5 separate regions of the Mus musculus genome follow, and regions 2, 3, 4 and 5 are each linked to region 1. Evidence: chromatin contacts called from public Hi-C, HiChIP or PLAC-seq and promoter capture Hi-C data. All regions are on one chromosome and are shown on one strand. Each heading gives the region's core, a stretch centred on a gene start, on an enhancer-like site or on the middle of the called end of the contact. The rest is flanking DNA. Distances are from core to core; before and after follow the strand shown. Region 1 holds the start of Tmem41b (transmembrane protein 41B). Region 2 holds the start of Rnf141 (ring finger protein 141). Region 3 holds the start of Ampd3 (adenosine monophosphate deaminase 3). Region 4 has its middle 17 kb from the start of Gm28863. Region 5 holds the start of Adm (adrenomedullin).

Region 1 (2,574 bases), core at 28-2,527:
GCAGGACAGCCAGGGCTACACAGAGAAACCCTGTCTCAAACCGCCCCCCCCCCCAAAAAAAAGTAATCAGAGGACAACTTCCAAGAGTTAGTTCTCACCTACTGCTATTAGGTCTCAGAGACCGAAATAAGCCTGTCAAGTTTAAGAGACAAATACTTCTACGCACTGAGCTGCCAATTCTCTAGATATCAGATTATTTCTTCTAAGTGTAATTACTGCTTAAGAACAATCCAATTCCCCACTCCCCCTTTTTGTCCAAATTTTAAAATACACTGCTAAGTTACTTTCACGAAGAAATTCCCCACTATTACCTTCGATACCTGCTTTTAAAAAAGATAACGAAAAAAATGTCAATTGGATAGGGGCATCGCTCAGCAACAGAATGGTGTGGTTTGTATGCCCAAGGTCTAAGATTATATCGACAGCAAGAACAAAACAAAACAGGGCTGGAGAGATGGCTCAGTGGTTAAGAGCACCGACTGCCCTTCCGAAGTCTTGAATTCAAATCCCAGCAACCACATGGTGGCTCACAAACATCCGTAATGAGATCTGATGCCCTCTTCTGGTCTGTCTGAAGACAGCTACAGTGTACTTAGATATAATAATAAATAAATCTTAAAAAAAAAAAAGAACAAGACAAAGCAAAATCCTAAAGAAGAGGTGACTCTAATATACTTACCAGTGAGAAGCTGGATATGAGGGGCAGAAGGAGAAAAACTGTCAAGAAGCTATGCCTTGGCTCAGGAAACGCCAAAATATAGCGAGTAAGGGTGAATTTACTTTGGACAGGTGAGTGAAAAACCTTGGACTCTAAACTAATTTCTGTCACTCTGTGATCTTCTTTGTTTCTAGGTCTCAATTTTGTGAGATTCAGGTACGTTTGTCTCATGTTTTAAATTTTACACGATTTTAAGAACAGGCTTCCAGCTTCCACAGCGCTTGTAACCCATTTGCTGCGGAACGAATGGAATCTCCAACACCAACTAGTCGCGCGCAGACACTTCCGGTTGGCGGAACAAAGAGTCTGAAGTACTCGAGCCTCACTTCCGTGTGACGAAAGCTACGCGGAGAAGTCGGACCTTAGGCCGCAGACCCATGACTTGCCAATGCGATATTGCTCATGCGCCCTACACCAGCGAGGTGGGCGGGGCCCCGGAGGGGGCGGGGTCGGCCCTGACTTGTCTCGCGGTTACTGGGCGTGCGGGAGCGCGCGAGGTTCGTGGGCGGTTCTGGGCGGGCCCTCACCTGATATCTCTGGAAGGCTCCGCCGAGTGTCAAGTTTTCGAGGTCGTCTCAGGTGAGGTGGTCGTGCCGGAAGTAGTTGTGCCTCGCGCCTGGGTGTTGAAAGAAAGCTGCGGGAGGAGCTTTAGTCATTCAAGGGGGCGCGGCACCAGTAGGAGCTCTTCGCGGCCCCCGCAGCAGCCATGGCGAAAGGCAGAGTGGCTGATCGATCGCCCACCGAAATGTTGCACTCGACCCCAGCCGGGGACCGGGCAGTGAGGACCCAGGGTTCCGCCGCGCCTGGCAGCAAAGATCATCTGAACGGTGAGTGGACCTGCGGGACGGGGCTGAGGCTGCCCTAAAGATTAGGACCCCGTGGTGCAGGTCGCAGGGAAAGAGGGACCTTTCAGCACCGAAGCATCTCAGCAAGAGAGTCCTGTACTTGGCGGGGAACCCAGCATGACAGAGGGCTAGACTCCTCCTAGTTAGTTTTTTCTCAATAGACTTTAGTCAAAGGAAGCGGTGACCCCGACTTGTGACACCAAATAGACCGGTTCGTTATCCAGGCCACCCAGACAGGTATTTGAGAGACTTGAGCTTTCGTTGTATTGTTTTACAGATGAACATACTGAGGACTATGCAGCTCCATGACTTGTGTAGAGTCACAGAGCCACACTAAGGTTGTGATTAAGAGCAAAGACTTGCCCTTCCAGGTGCCACTTGAAAGTGTCAGATTCTAGCCGGTGGTAGTTGTAGTTGCGCGTCCTTTTAATCCAGTTCTCCGGAGACAGACAAGTTCCAGGTTACACAGAGAAAACCCTGCCTCGAAAAAAACACAACATTTTCAGCTCTTGTGTTTCCATTTAACCTGGTTTGTAACTTAAAAAAAAAAAATTGTTTGATTTGTTTTCAAGCTAAGTAGCCCTGGTTGTATTGGAGGACCTTGCTCTGTAGATTAGACTGGCCTCTAAGGCAAAGAATGGCTTCCTTCAGCCTCCCAAGTACTTGGATCCAAGGCGTGCAGGCGTACACTACCGCCTTGTTTTTTTTTTTGTTTTTTTTGTTTTTTTTTTTTTTGGTCTTTCAAGACAGGGTTTCTCTGTATAGCCCTGGCTGTCCTGGAACTCACTCTGTAGATCAGGCTGGCCTCGAACTCAGAAATCGTCTGCCTCTGCCTCTCAAGTGCTGAGATTAAAGGCGTGTGCCACCACTGCACGGCCTTCGCCTTGTACTTTTTTTTTTTTTAATTTATTTATTACATGTAAGTACACAGTAGCTGTCTTCAGACACACCAGAAGAGGGTATCAGATCACGTTACAGATGCTTGTGAACCACCATGTGGTTGCTGGGATT
Region 2 (2,574 bases), core at 56-2,555, 860 kb before region 1:
GTTTCCTACCTGACACCACCCGCTAAGCAACCACTGATCTGATTTTGCCACTAAAGATTCCTGGGGGCGGGGGCTATTCTAGAAAATTTTTTTGGAAGGTCTATCTTCTTTCAGCCTAAGTATTTCAGGCTCATCCACATTGTTAAGTGTGTCAATCATGTATTCTTTATTATTGCTGAGTAATATTCCATTGTGTGACTTTATTTCAGTTGTTTTCCATTCACCTGTTGATATGTTGTCATAGGGTTTCTACTGCTGTGAAGAGACACCATGATCAGAGAAACTCGTATAAAGGAAAACAATTCATTGGGGCTGACTTAGAATTCCGTGGTTTAGTCCATAATAGTCATGGTGGGAAGCATGGCAGCACACAGGCAGACATGCTGGAGAGGTAGCTGAGAGTTCTACATCTGGATCAGCAGGCAGCAGGAAGAGAGAGTGACACTGGGTCTGACCTACGCATCTGAAAACTCAAAGCCCACCCCTAGTGACATATTTTCTCCAACAAAGCCTTATCTATTGCAGCAAGGCCACACTTCCTAATAGTGCCATTCCCTGTGGGCCTATGGGGACCATTTTCATTCAAACCACCACATCAGGTATCTGATGTTGGTGTACTAGTCTTCATGTGGATCTATTCTAGAAGCAGGATGACTGGACTATGTGGTTGGAATGTTTGTGCTTAGGTTTTAAAGAAATGGCCACAATCTCGTTCCACAATGATTGTATCATTTTACATCCCCAACAGACAATCTGAACAGATTTGTTCAGCATCTTTGTCAATATTTAATACAGTTCTTTTCATTTTAGCCACTGTGGTATTGTATTGATAATTCACTTCCCTTCTAATTTGCATAATGGTCTCAGACATCATTTCATGTGCTTATTTGCTATCCATAAATCTAAAAGGCTAGTCTAGTCTTTGGCCATTTAAAAAAATTGTGGGTTTTTTTGTTGTTGTTGTTGTTTTTTTTTTTTTTGGGGGGGGGAGGGGTAAGAATTGTGTATTCTAATTAGAAGTCCTTTGTTAAATATATTTTGCTTTTCCAAAGCCTGTGACTTGCCTCTTCATTTTTTTGTCCTTTTTTACAAAAGTATTTAATTTTATTGATTTCTATGTATGTGACTATTTTGCCTACAGGTGTGTGTCAGCAGCCTTGAGCTACAAAAACCTCCAAAGCCAACAGGGGGGGGTGGAGCTCCGTCTCCAGGCAACGCGCGAGGGCGTGGCCTTACGTCACTGAGGTGCGACTGGTTTGCGGGCCGCGCCGCTGCCGCCTAGCGGGTTTAGCTAAGCAGCAGCCGAGGCGGTGTCCCTGGTGCGAGGAGAGCGATGCCTTGAACTGGGTGAGCCTTGCAGCGCCGCCCCTTCGCTGTGTCCCTTCCCAGCCACTCCACGGTCCTGGAGTAGGGAGTGGAGGCCCGGGCAGCACCAGGGTGTGAAACCGGGCTTCAGAGGAGCTAGGGCCCCTTGTCAGGGCCTCGGCTGCGGGCTTTGGGCACCGATTCCTGGGCGGGTGGAGACTCTGGGTCCGCCTTCTCGGTGGCGGTGGAGACTCTGGGTCCGCCTTCGCGGTGGTGCTGAGGAGAGCTTTCAGAGATCAGCTCGAGCGGTTTTGAATCTTGGCGCTGGCGCACTGAGCAGTTTAGCTGTTGGTTAGCAGAGCAGGTGCGCCAAGGAGGGGCTGAGGGGCGGGTGCTGGGGCCAGGGCGGCAGGGTGGCCACAGGGCAAGGCTTCTGAGGGAGAGCCTGGGCCCGTGGTGTCGGCCAGCCCTCCTACTAAACCCGCCCCGGCAGTGCACCCGGGCCCTTGCTTGTCAAGCTAATTGCTACCTTTTGAGGACCGACATTAAAAAAAAAGTTTCCTTGCTAATCATAATTGTAGGGTAAGTTGCCTTCTGTGTGCAGTTTCATTACAAAACTGTGGGGTTACTGTTGTTGCAATTTGTCTCCAGCCTACCTTCATATTCTTCATATTCCGACCCAGCCCCATTTCCTGATGCCCAGCATTTCTTGTCCTTCTTCTGGAGTACATGTAGCTCCAGTAACACTCCCAGTTGCTTTTAATCCGTGCTTCTCAAACTAAGACCATCTTTTCCACACCCCCTTACCGTGCTTGCTATAGAATGAAATTCACCCTTTAGACTTTTACTTGGGCTTGAACTGTCACCCGACCAATGGTCCTGATAGTTGTCCTTGAAAAGTAATGCCTTCTGAATTCAGAGCCCTCAGGACTTGCGTGGATTTTGTTTTACCCCTTTTGTGCTGGCTGGTTTCGGTTTCTGTCTTAACATGATTGTGTTTTTCAAGACTATGTTATCTTTGTCATTTGGCGTAAGGGAACCATATATATAAGGGACATATAGGATAGATATTCTCTGAATATATCTAAATTCTTTTAACTAGAGGAAGTTGATTTCTCTTTCTAAAAAGGTAGAGAAGGTGCAAAGAGAATATTTTTCTTTCTAAGTCAGAGTGTACTTACTACTTGGTGTGTGCTTTGTCAGGCTGTCTATAATACTTGCCAATTTTCCAAGAATCCATGAAAGGATGAATGGATAATCTATAAGGAA
Region 3 (2,574 bases), core at 36-2,535, 780 kb before region 1:
TCTCACCAGCCACATGCAGTTTGGGGACACTCCCGTTAGAAAACATCTACTAAGGGGCCTCTCAAACTTGCATCACAGGCCTCTGCCAGCCTAGACCAGCCATTAGCAGATCTGCTCTTAAAGCAGCTGCAGGAAGTTCAAGGGCGGAACCAACCTACTACAGCACAAGGGTGTACTCCCAGTGACTTGCCCAGTGACAGGAGGTAAGAAAGGGGTCCTCAAACGGACTCATCATCTGGTCCATACCTCTGCCTCCACCTAGAAGTTCACCCCAGCCCAACACACCCAGTGAGGCTCAGGCACCTAGAAACTTGTCCAGGAGCTCAAAAGCTAGCATGCCCGGTTCCTTTAATTTCCCTAAATCTTGAGATTTTTCTCTAAGCCAGGAACCAGAGGTGCTGCAGGCTCACCAGAGGCCAGGACCCAGGCCACCGCTGGGTAGGGACGGGGAACAGGCTCTGGAGGTGGGAGCTGCGGAGGTTCTGGTCTCTGAGCACAGAGGGGACTGGGCACAGAGCGCCGGCCCAAGGTCAGCGGCGCAGCATCGCGCGCACTCACCGGATTCGGAGGGCAGGGCCATGGGGGCCGGCTGCCGGGCTGGAGCGCAGGTGCCGCGCCGGGCAGGGCGCACAGGGCAGCGGCAGCAGCGCACTGACGCCTGCGCGGCCCGGTACGTGGAGCTGGACCCGACCAGGCCGCGCTTGCAGCCCGTGCCCGCCCCGCAGGAGCCCGCGACTGGTGGGGACCAGGCTGAGCGCTGTGCGGCAGGGCCCGGTGGCGGGGCAGAGAGCCTGTGCAGCGGGATCGCGCACTACCTGGAGGACCCGAAGCTACCCGAGGCGCTGGGCCGCGCTGCCAGCAGGAAACCTAAGCACCCGGGCGCGGCAGCCTCCCTGTCCTCGGCCGGAAGCGAGTCCGGCTCCACCCGGGCTCCGTGGGGCCGCGACACTGTCCCGGGTCAGATGCCAGCAGGGATACCCGCTCTGAGCCTCCCTACCACCAATCTAGCTGCTGCGCCTCGAGGTGTTTGCCCACCTCCTCCTCCCCTCCCAACCAGGACTTTCCCCAAAAAACGAGATTCTAGAGGCATGGTTCCCTCCACGACACTTACTCTTGGTAGCTAAACCGACCAGCAAGCGTTGGTTTTCTCCAGGTGTTGGACCGGTCCCTTGAATCACCTTCCCGCCCCTCCCAACACACACGGGCGCGCGCGTGTACACACACACACACACACACACACACACACACACACACACACACACACACACACACACACACACTTCCTTGCTTCCCAGCCTTCTGCGGTCTAGTTTCTATGCCAGCCCCTCAAAGTCCGGAATGACCTCTGAGTTGCCAAGGCCAGCGGGAGCTTTCTGTGCACCCTTGCTCACCTCTTCCCAGCACTGCAGCCTGCTGACCACGCCTTCCTTCCTGGAACACAGCTCCCAAAGTTAGCACTGGGTGTCTGCCGCCGCTGGCTTCCACAGACTTCCACAGAGTGACCGGTTTCTTAGCCTCCATGGCCTGGTTTTCCATTATGCTGCTCCTGCTCCGAGGAGTCTCGGGATGCCAGCTCCCTGGATCATTTCTGGAGCTAACTCAGAGAATCCAGGCCCATCCAGGTGGTTTTAATGGCCTCCTGCCTGCTGATAAGCTAGTAAACTCTTAGGCCCAGAATACTCTAGAGCGGCAGGTGCATCTCAACCAGAGATTCCTAGGCCCAACTCCTAATTGCCTGCTGGTGGTTTTAGTCTTGACCAGTGACCTCACCCAAGCACCCCCACTTTAAGCCACACTGGGGAGCCACCTTTTGACTTGTGCCTCTTTCACAGAGTTACTGCTACTGTGAGTTTTCATTCACTTCACAGCTGTCTCATTTAAGCACCAAATTTTATTCTTTCTACTTCATAGCCTGATGCTTGCAATCTACATATTTATCAATGATACTCACATGACTGCTAATATACATTACATAGCACACTTAAAATGTTAAAGATGTGATAAAAATGAAGCAATAATTTAAAAATACGACAGGATCTCACTATGCAGCCCTGGCTCACCTGGATTTTGCTATATGGACCCTCCTTCTGCCTCCAGACTGCTGGGATTAAAGGCACATACCATCAACCCAGAAAATTATTTTCCTTTTAATGAATAGTATGCTGCATCTTTTTCTTCTTGCTTTAAAGTTGCCCATGATCGGCTTGGTGAAAGAACCGTGATTAAACTAGTTTGCTAGGCCAGGCTTGGTGGTCCATGCCTTTGATCCCAGCACTCAAGCAGCATACAGCTATCTTTGAGTTTGAGACCGGCCTGGTCTACAAAGCAAGTCCAGGACAGCCAGGGCTCTGTTATACAAAGAAACCCTGTCTAACAGAAAAACAAACAAACAGAAACAGAAACAAAAAGCTAGCTAGTTTGCTGAACCTTAATTTTTTTTAGATTTATTTATGTGCATGAACCTTTTGTTCCCATATATGTCTGTGCATACCTGTGTATTTGGTGCATGAGGAAGTCAAAAGAGGGCATTGTCTCCCCTAGAACTGGAGTTATGAGTGTTATACGTCACCGAGT
Region 4 (2,574 bases), core at 29-2,528, 660 kb before region 1:
GTGGTAAGGAAGTCGATGGTGTCACAGCACAGAACAGCTGGTCACATTGCATCTAAGTCAGGAAGCAGAGAGAGGAGTGCCATGGCCGGGTTCAGCGTTTTTCCTCCTTATTAGTCAGTCTGGACCTGAGCCCAAAGGATGGTGCTGCTCAAATGCAGAGTGGAAGGCACCAAGTCAACCCTCTACAAAGCTGGGGTTAACTTTGAATTCACATATCACACCGTATCCTACAGGGCTCAGTAAATGTCTCTATTGCCTACAACGTTATGCCCAGAACACTTCATTATAAGTCCGTTCTGGGTCCATTCAGTGGTATGGGATAGCCTGGGAATGTTGCCACAAAGTATAACATTGTTCCTCCTCAGGAATAGTCTTCCAGATTCCAAAGGACAGATTTGCAAACAGCCTTCTGGAGTGCAGCCCCGTGTACTGCTGGGAACTGCCTTTGTCCGACTTGTTTACTTGGGAAGAACTCCTCTGGACTTTGACCCCTGCAGCTGCCTGGAAGGAGGTAACCTGGCTTTAGCCAATCCAGGGTGCGGCCCGGCCAGGAGCAAAGTAAAGCTGGTAGCCACTGCTGCCTACTAAGACACCACATGGGCACTGCCACCACAGCTTGGGGTTGGGGGAGGGCAGACTGTTCAGAGGTCTGCAGCGCTGAGGAACCCACTTGAAGAGCACCAGTCTCCTCCCCACGCTTGCCGGTGATGGAAGAGAGACAAAGTTGACTCACTTGAAGAAGAGAGGCATCTACAGTTTTCAAGGACTACGGAGGAAAACCCTTCCTCTAAGCAGCTGCCCCGTCTCACTGCTGCTGAATTCCTCCCACAGGCAGCAATGGCTTTGAGTGTCAATGGCCGGCCCGAGCCACACTGGCCTTGAAGATTCCTAAGAGCTATTTTGAGTGATTTCACTGCTCGCGGTCCTGGCAAACTTATCCATTTTCAGACAATATTTAGATTCTGAGGTAAGTGTGAACTAGATAATGACCTTTCAAGCCATGGCACGATGTTCTGTTTAAAGCTTTCGTTTCTTCCTCAGAGCAACTACAAAGTCCTCTGACCCTTCAGCATGGCCTCCTGGAGATTTCCCTAAGGTTCTGCGCACACTCCTGTGCTGCGCGTGTGCGGAGGGTGGGGGTGGGGTCGTAATGACTGAGGGCAAAATCCTCACGTGTCTTGGGTCCTGAGGAACCAAATTGAACTTCTGAGATGCATAGTACCAAGGCATGGTCTGAGGCATTTCATGCTCTCTGGATGTTTTTAAGGCTGGCCTCAAAATACATGTGAGCATAGAGCAGCCGTCCCCCAGTGAGTGTAACTAGTAGTTGGCTGGCTATGGCTGAAACAATAGGCTATCTGCAACTTTACTTTTAGGTGACTCATCAGAAAAGCTATTTTAGACAGTCTGTAGCGAGTAAGATTACATTTGTTCTAAGAGAAACAGACCTAAGGGACAAAAGGCTAATTGCAAAAGTGCTCTTTTTCAGCTCAGAGAAGCCTTGCTGTATTTTCTTGACAGCATCTTAGTTACCAGACACAACAGAAGGCATAAAAGCTGGTATCAAAAACAATGGGAAACAATCATGCCCTGACACCACCCGGCACGCACACCACTTTGCTCATCAAAAGGCAAGCTTGTTGAAGAAGCAACGGCCTTGTCCACATGCTCATCATAGAGCCTACACATGCCCTTGTGTGGGAACCTTTGTCAGGCTGCGGCTATGGTGGCCTTGTGACCTGCCAATCGGTTGTCCAACCTTCTGATCATCTGGAGTTCTCTCAGCAGTTGCTATCCCCTCTCTCTCCACCAACTCAGGGTGAAGGAGCAGGTAGAACTTTCTGGCAGGAACTTGGAGCATAGGCTGAGTCTTCTGGGGTGAGCAAGAACACAGCAGATACAAGAGATGGTGGGTGGGCTCCCACAGATCTCCAAGCAATCCCAGGAAGCATTTAGCTTATTATTCACTAAACAGTTGTTCCCTGCCTGAAGATGAGAAGTGAAATGACCCAGGATCTTCTAGAACTAAGAGCTGTCATGAGTATCCCGAGAGGAAGGAAAAGCTGAAACCATTACCCCAGACCTGCAAGGGTTTTCCTGTCTTGGGTCCCCTCACTTTCCATTGCTGAGATCACATCAGCCCCCCAAGAGGAAATATTGCTTTAGTGGCTGGCCTCTTGCCATGGCTGAGCCAGGCTAGAACATTCCCAAAGCCTTTACACAACCCTAGAGAAGAACAACTGGACATAAACAAGAAAATGCATGAAACATAAACACAACACAAGCTTGTGAACCACAGTAACAGGGCAAGACACGGGTGGAAGGAATTTTGCGTGTTATGAGTTTTTGTGAATTTATCAAGAGCCATACTTACTCTAAAAGCAATGCATCTGTATTTTGAAGCCTCTATAGTGTACCTTTTGTCTCCTCGTCACACTCTAGTATGTATGCTTTGTATACCATGAGCTGTTCATCTGAGTAATTCTGAGAAGCCTTCCTCCTACTCCTTCCTCCCTTCCCCCACCCCCACCCCTACCTCCTCCAGGATTTCTGCAGATGAGTGCATAGGTGATC
Region 5 (2,574 bases), core at 29-2,528, 640 kb before region 1:
TCCATTGCTGCGGGAACCCTGGTTCATGCTCTGGCGGTAGCGTTTGACACGAATGTGGGCTTCGCTCTGATTGCTGTGAAGAAGGAAGGACACCTCATCAACCGGGGCTTTGGTCCCAACCACCTGGGACCGGAGCCATGCAGTACCCGAGGGACCTGGAACCCGTTCCCTCCGCCGGAGCCTCAGCTGCAGTGCAGCCAGGACAATCCCCAGGGTCAGAGTAGTGGAGAGGGCACATCCTCTGCAGAGAGCATAGTTACCTGGCTTGTAGGGGGCCAGTTGTGTTCTGCTCGTCCAGGAATGGATCAAGAGTCTGGGTAGGAACTGTCGTCTCATCAGCGAGTCCCGTAGGGTAGCTGCTGGATGCTTGTAGTTCCCTCTTCCCACGACTTAGCGCCCACTTATTCCACCTAGAAAACACAAGCAGATGCGTTTGGCCTAAGTTCAAGTGATGTCCCAGCCAGCTCCACTCCCTTTGTAACACCTCCAGACCATCTCTCAGTTTTCTCTCATTGCCAGGTATTCAAAGTGAAGAAAGAAAGCACGGCCCAAACTCACTTCTTTCGGAACTGCGAAGGAGTATCTGGCCCTGCAGTGTCCGCGCCTAGGAAAGCGAGTGAACCCAATAACATCAGGGTGATGGAAACCAGCTTCATTCTGTGGCGATGCTCTGATACCCTGGAAAGGAACAAGACACCGAGTGTGAGCAACCGGGCCAGCAGCACGATCCCGTCAGCACGCGAAGGGTGGCGGCAGGACGGGGAGCCGCTTGGCAGCGCTCTTCCTGGCTCAGCTGCTTATCTCCCCCACTGGCGCAGAGAAACACCGGAGATTTTTGCGCTGGCCGGGTGGGTGACAAGCAAGGCAAAGGAAGCCATTGAGAAGTGCCAGGCTTCCAGAGGTTTCCAACTAAAGTCCCAGGATCTCAGCCCAAGGAGGAGGGGGGATCTCAAGAGAGCTCCAGCTGTGCGCATGAGCTAGACCTGGGCAATGAGGTGTTCTCTACATTGGATACCCTAAAGTGGGTTGTTCCCCCTTGTCCAGCTCTGCAAGTTTTGGGGCTTTGGCAAAGCCGTCCCCCTCCCTAACATGCTGGAGGCCAGCGGTTCCTACCTGATAAAGGGGTGCGTTGTCAAGCACTTGAAGCAGAAAGAAGTCCTTCTGACAGTAGCAAAACCCCAAAGTCCAAGATTGACTGCGATGAGAAGCCGAGAAACCAGGAGCGGGAGCGGTAACGCTGGAGTTGCTCTGTCTAGTGTCACCAAGAAACCACTGACTAGTGAGCACCAGCTCCAGCGTCTTATAAGCGCTCAGGGGCGGACGGTGGGCGTGGTCAGATTTGCCCTGGAGTCCTCCCTCTCCAGCGTGCTTGCTTCTAAAACCAGACCTGCCCTGCAGCTTGCCTGTGGGTATGGGGGGTAGGGGTAAGAGGTCCCCTGTGGCTAGACATCTCAGAGATCCGCTCTGAGAGATTAGACTGGAGCAGGACTTCCCTTGCCCTAATTTCCCAGCATAGAGTTCAAACAGTGAGAAGGGAAGGGGAACCAGAACAACTCGGGTGGGGTGAATCCTTTGCCCATAATGTGTACAACCCAGAGTGCTGATCTGAGCTTCCTGGACAGTGCTGCAAGAACCGGGAGACGGGTGGGACACATGGATAACCAAAACCCCGGACTTGGGGAGCTGTGACCTCAAATGGACCGCGCCCCCTGCCGGCTTAGCACCTGACTGAGCCTCGACCCCCATCTGTGCCCGCAGGGTACACCTGGAAGGGAGAGGCTCAGTCTCCAGTGACTGGGACTGAGGGGTTTCTCGATAGACTAGCCAGTACGGATTTCGTAATAAGGGCAGAACTGGGAACAGCTGAATTGGAAATTGGGGTTTGGAGAGGGTAGTTATCTGAAAATTCAGAACTCACATTCCTATTTGGAAATACAGGAATAGCCAAAATTAGGAAGAGAGATAGTTTTGTTTTCTTCCTTGTGATACTATTATCCCTTATAAGGCTATGACCTGCGAGTTGACCTGACTGCCTTCATTCATCCATCATAAACGTGAGGATTGACTGACTGGGAGCACACTAATGCCTCACATATGTTAATCACTTTACAGTTGACAAATCCCAGCCAGATCCCAATCGCTTTTGATCTCTACACTCCCGAGCTGGTGTTCTCTTGAATTAAAGTGAAGTGCCGAAAGGGTAAGTCTATTGCCCAGTCACACTAAAGGTGGGAAGCTGTAGAGTCTGGACTCAAAAGACTGGGGCACAGCGGCTCGGTTTTCTGGCTGGGGTCACCATTCTCATCAGGTGGGGGGAGAATGCCGGCCCCCGCCTAGCCCAGAGATATGTGCTAATTCACGATGAATCAGTTCGAACACGTTTGCCACGGGCTGGTGCTCTTCACAGATCCGTGAGTTCACTTTCTTCCCTTCTAGGGCCAAACTGGGCGACAGGCGTAGCTCCGCATGCAGGTCTCCCGGAAGGTCCCGAAGCTAAAGACATGACCTACGACAGCTCCTAGCCCCCAGCCCTGGTGATGTGGACACAGACAACTCATGTCCTCTTCCTGGCGA

What was found. Promoter capture Hi-C pulls out the DNA fragments that hold promoters and counts their contacts. Hi-C and Micro-C count contacts between places; a contact is called where the count stands out from the background. HiChIP or PLAC-seq counts read pairs in DNA pulled down with a chosen protein or histone mark.
Region 2: a promoter capture Hi-C map of pre-B cells shows a contact between it and region 1, with 5 times the contacts expected there. The contact joins the promoter of Rnf141 here to the promoter of Tmem41b in region 1. A contact is called at or near these places in 4 of 39 promoter capture datasets (hippocampal neurons, liver and pre-B cells), 2 of 484 Hi-C or Micro-C datasets (B cells and CD4 T cells), 2 of 115 datasets of contacts at active chromatin or transcription factors (large pre-B cells and memory CD8 T cells) and 1 of 9 other capture datasets (liver).
Region 3: a contact with region 1 is called in a promoter capture Hi-C map of hippocampal neurons, with 3 times the contacts expected there. The contact joins the promoter of Ampd3 here to the promoter of Tmem41b in region 1. A contact is called at or near these places in 2 of 39 promoter capture datasets (hippocampal neurons and pre-B cells), 1 of 115 datasets of contacts at active chromatin or transcription factors (bone marrow-derived macrophages) and 1 of 9 other capture datasets (adipose tissue).
Region 4: a contact with region 1 is called in an H3K27ac HiChIP or PLAC-seq map of extraembryonic endoderm stem cells, with 3 times the contacts expected there. The contact joins the enhancer-like site here to the promoter of Tmem41b in region 1. A contact is called at or near these places in 1 of 39 promoter capture datasets (the SN4741 cell line), 3 of 484 Hi-C or Micro-C datasets (the Ba/F3 cell line, the HPC-7 cell line and the N1E-115 cell line) and 3 of 115 datasets of contacts at active chromatin or transcription factors (T-cell acute lymphoblastic leukemia, embryonic stem cells and extraembryonic endoderm stem cells).
Region 5: a contact with region 1 is called in a Hi-C map of B cells, with 18 read pairs. The contact joins the promoter of Adm here to the promoter of Tmem41b in region 1. A contact is called at or near these places in 15 of 39 promoter capture datasets (the 3T3-L1 cell line, 3T3-L1-derived adipocytes, the C10 cell line and 9 more), 5 of 484 Hi-C or Micro-C datasets (B cells, the Ba/F3 cell line, the HPC-7 cell line and 2 more), 9 of 115 datasets of contacts at active chromatin or transcription factors (T-cell acute lymphoblastic leukemia, astrocytes, embryonic stem cells and 5 more) and 2 of 9 other capture datasets (liver and macrophages).

Annotation. Positions count from the first base shown.
Region 1 is chr7:109,984,933-109,987,506 of GRCm38.p6, reverse strand. It overlaps Tmem41b (transmembrane protein 41B), which reads left to right and starts at 1,277. Exons shown (of 7, transcript NM_153525.5): 1 at 1,277-1,545. The coding sequence starts at 1,425.
Region 2 is chr7:110,843,112-110,845,685 of GRCm38.p6, reverse strand. Rnf141 (ring finger protein 141) reads left to right here and starts at 1,305. Exons shown (of 6, transcript NM_025999.3): 1 at 1,305-1,347.
Region 3 is chr7:110,766,917-110,769,490 of GRCm38.p6, reverse strand. Ampd3 (adenosine monophosphate deaminase 3) reads right to left here and starts at 1,285. Exons shown (of 15, transcript NM_001276301.1): 1 at 1,112-1,285. It also overlaps B430319F04Rik.
Region 4 is chr7:110,646,840-110,649,413 of GRCm38.p6, reverse strand. No RefSeq gene overlaps it. Among named protein-coding and RNA genes, the nearest start is that of Gm28863, 17 kb to the right of the region's middle. Within about 2 kb of position 1,278, at least 77 of the 459 cell types and tissues checked have an H3K27ac peak or open chromatin away from gene starts, as enhancers often do. A contact at or near this core is called in extraembryonic endoderm stem cells, where this site is marked.
Region 5 is chr7:110,626,361-110,628,934 of GRCm38.p6, reverse strand. Adm (adrenomedullin) reads right to left here and starts at 1,278. Exons shown (of 4, transcript NM_009627.2): 1 at 1,114-1,278; 2 at 559-678; 3 at 261-410; 4 at 1-73. The coding sequence starts at 656. Gm28863 (a long non-coding RNA gene) reads left to right here. Exons shown (of 3, transcript XR_003946665.1): 2 at 520-2,200; 3 at 2,437-2,574.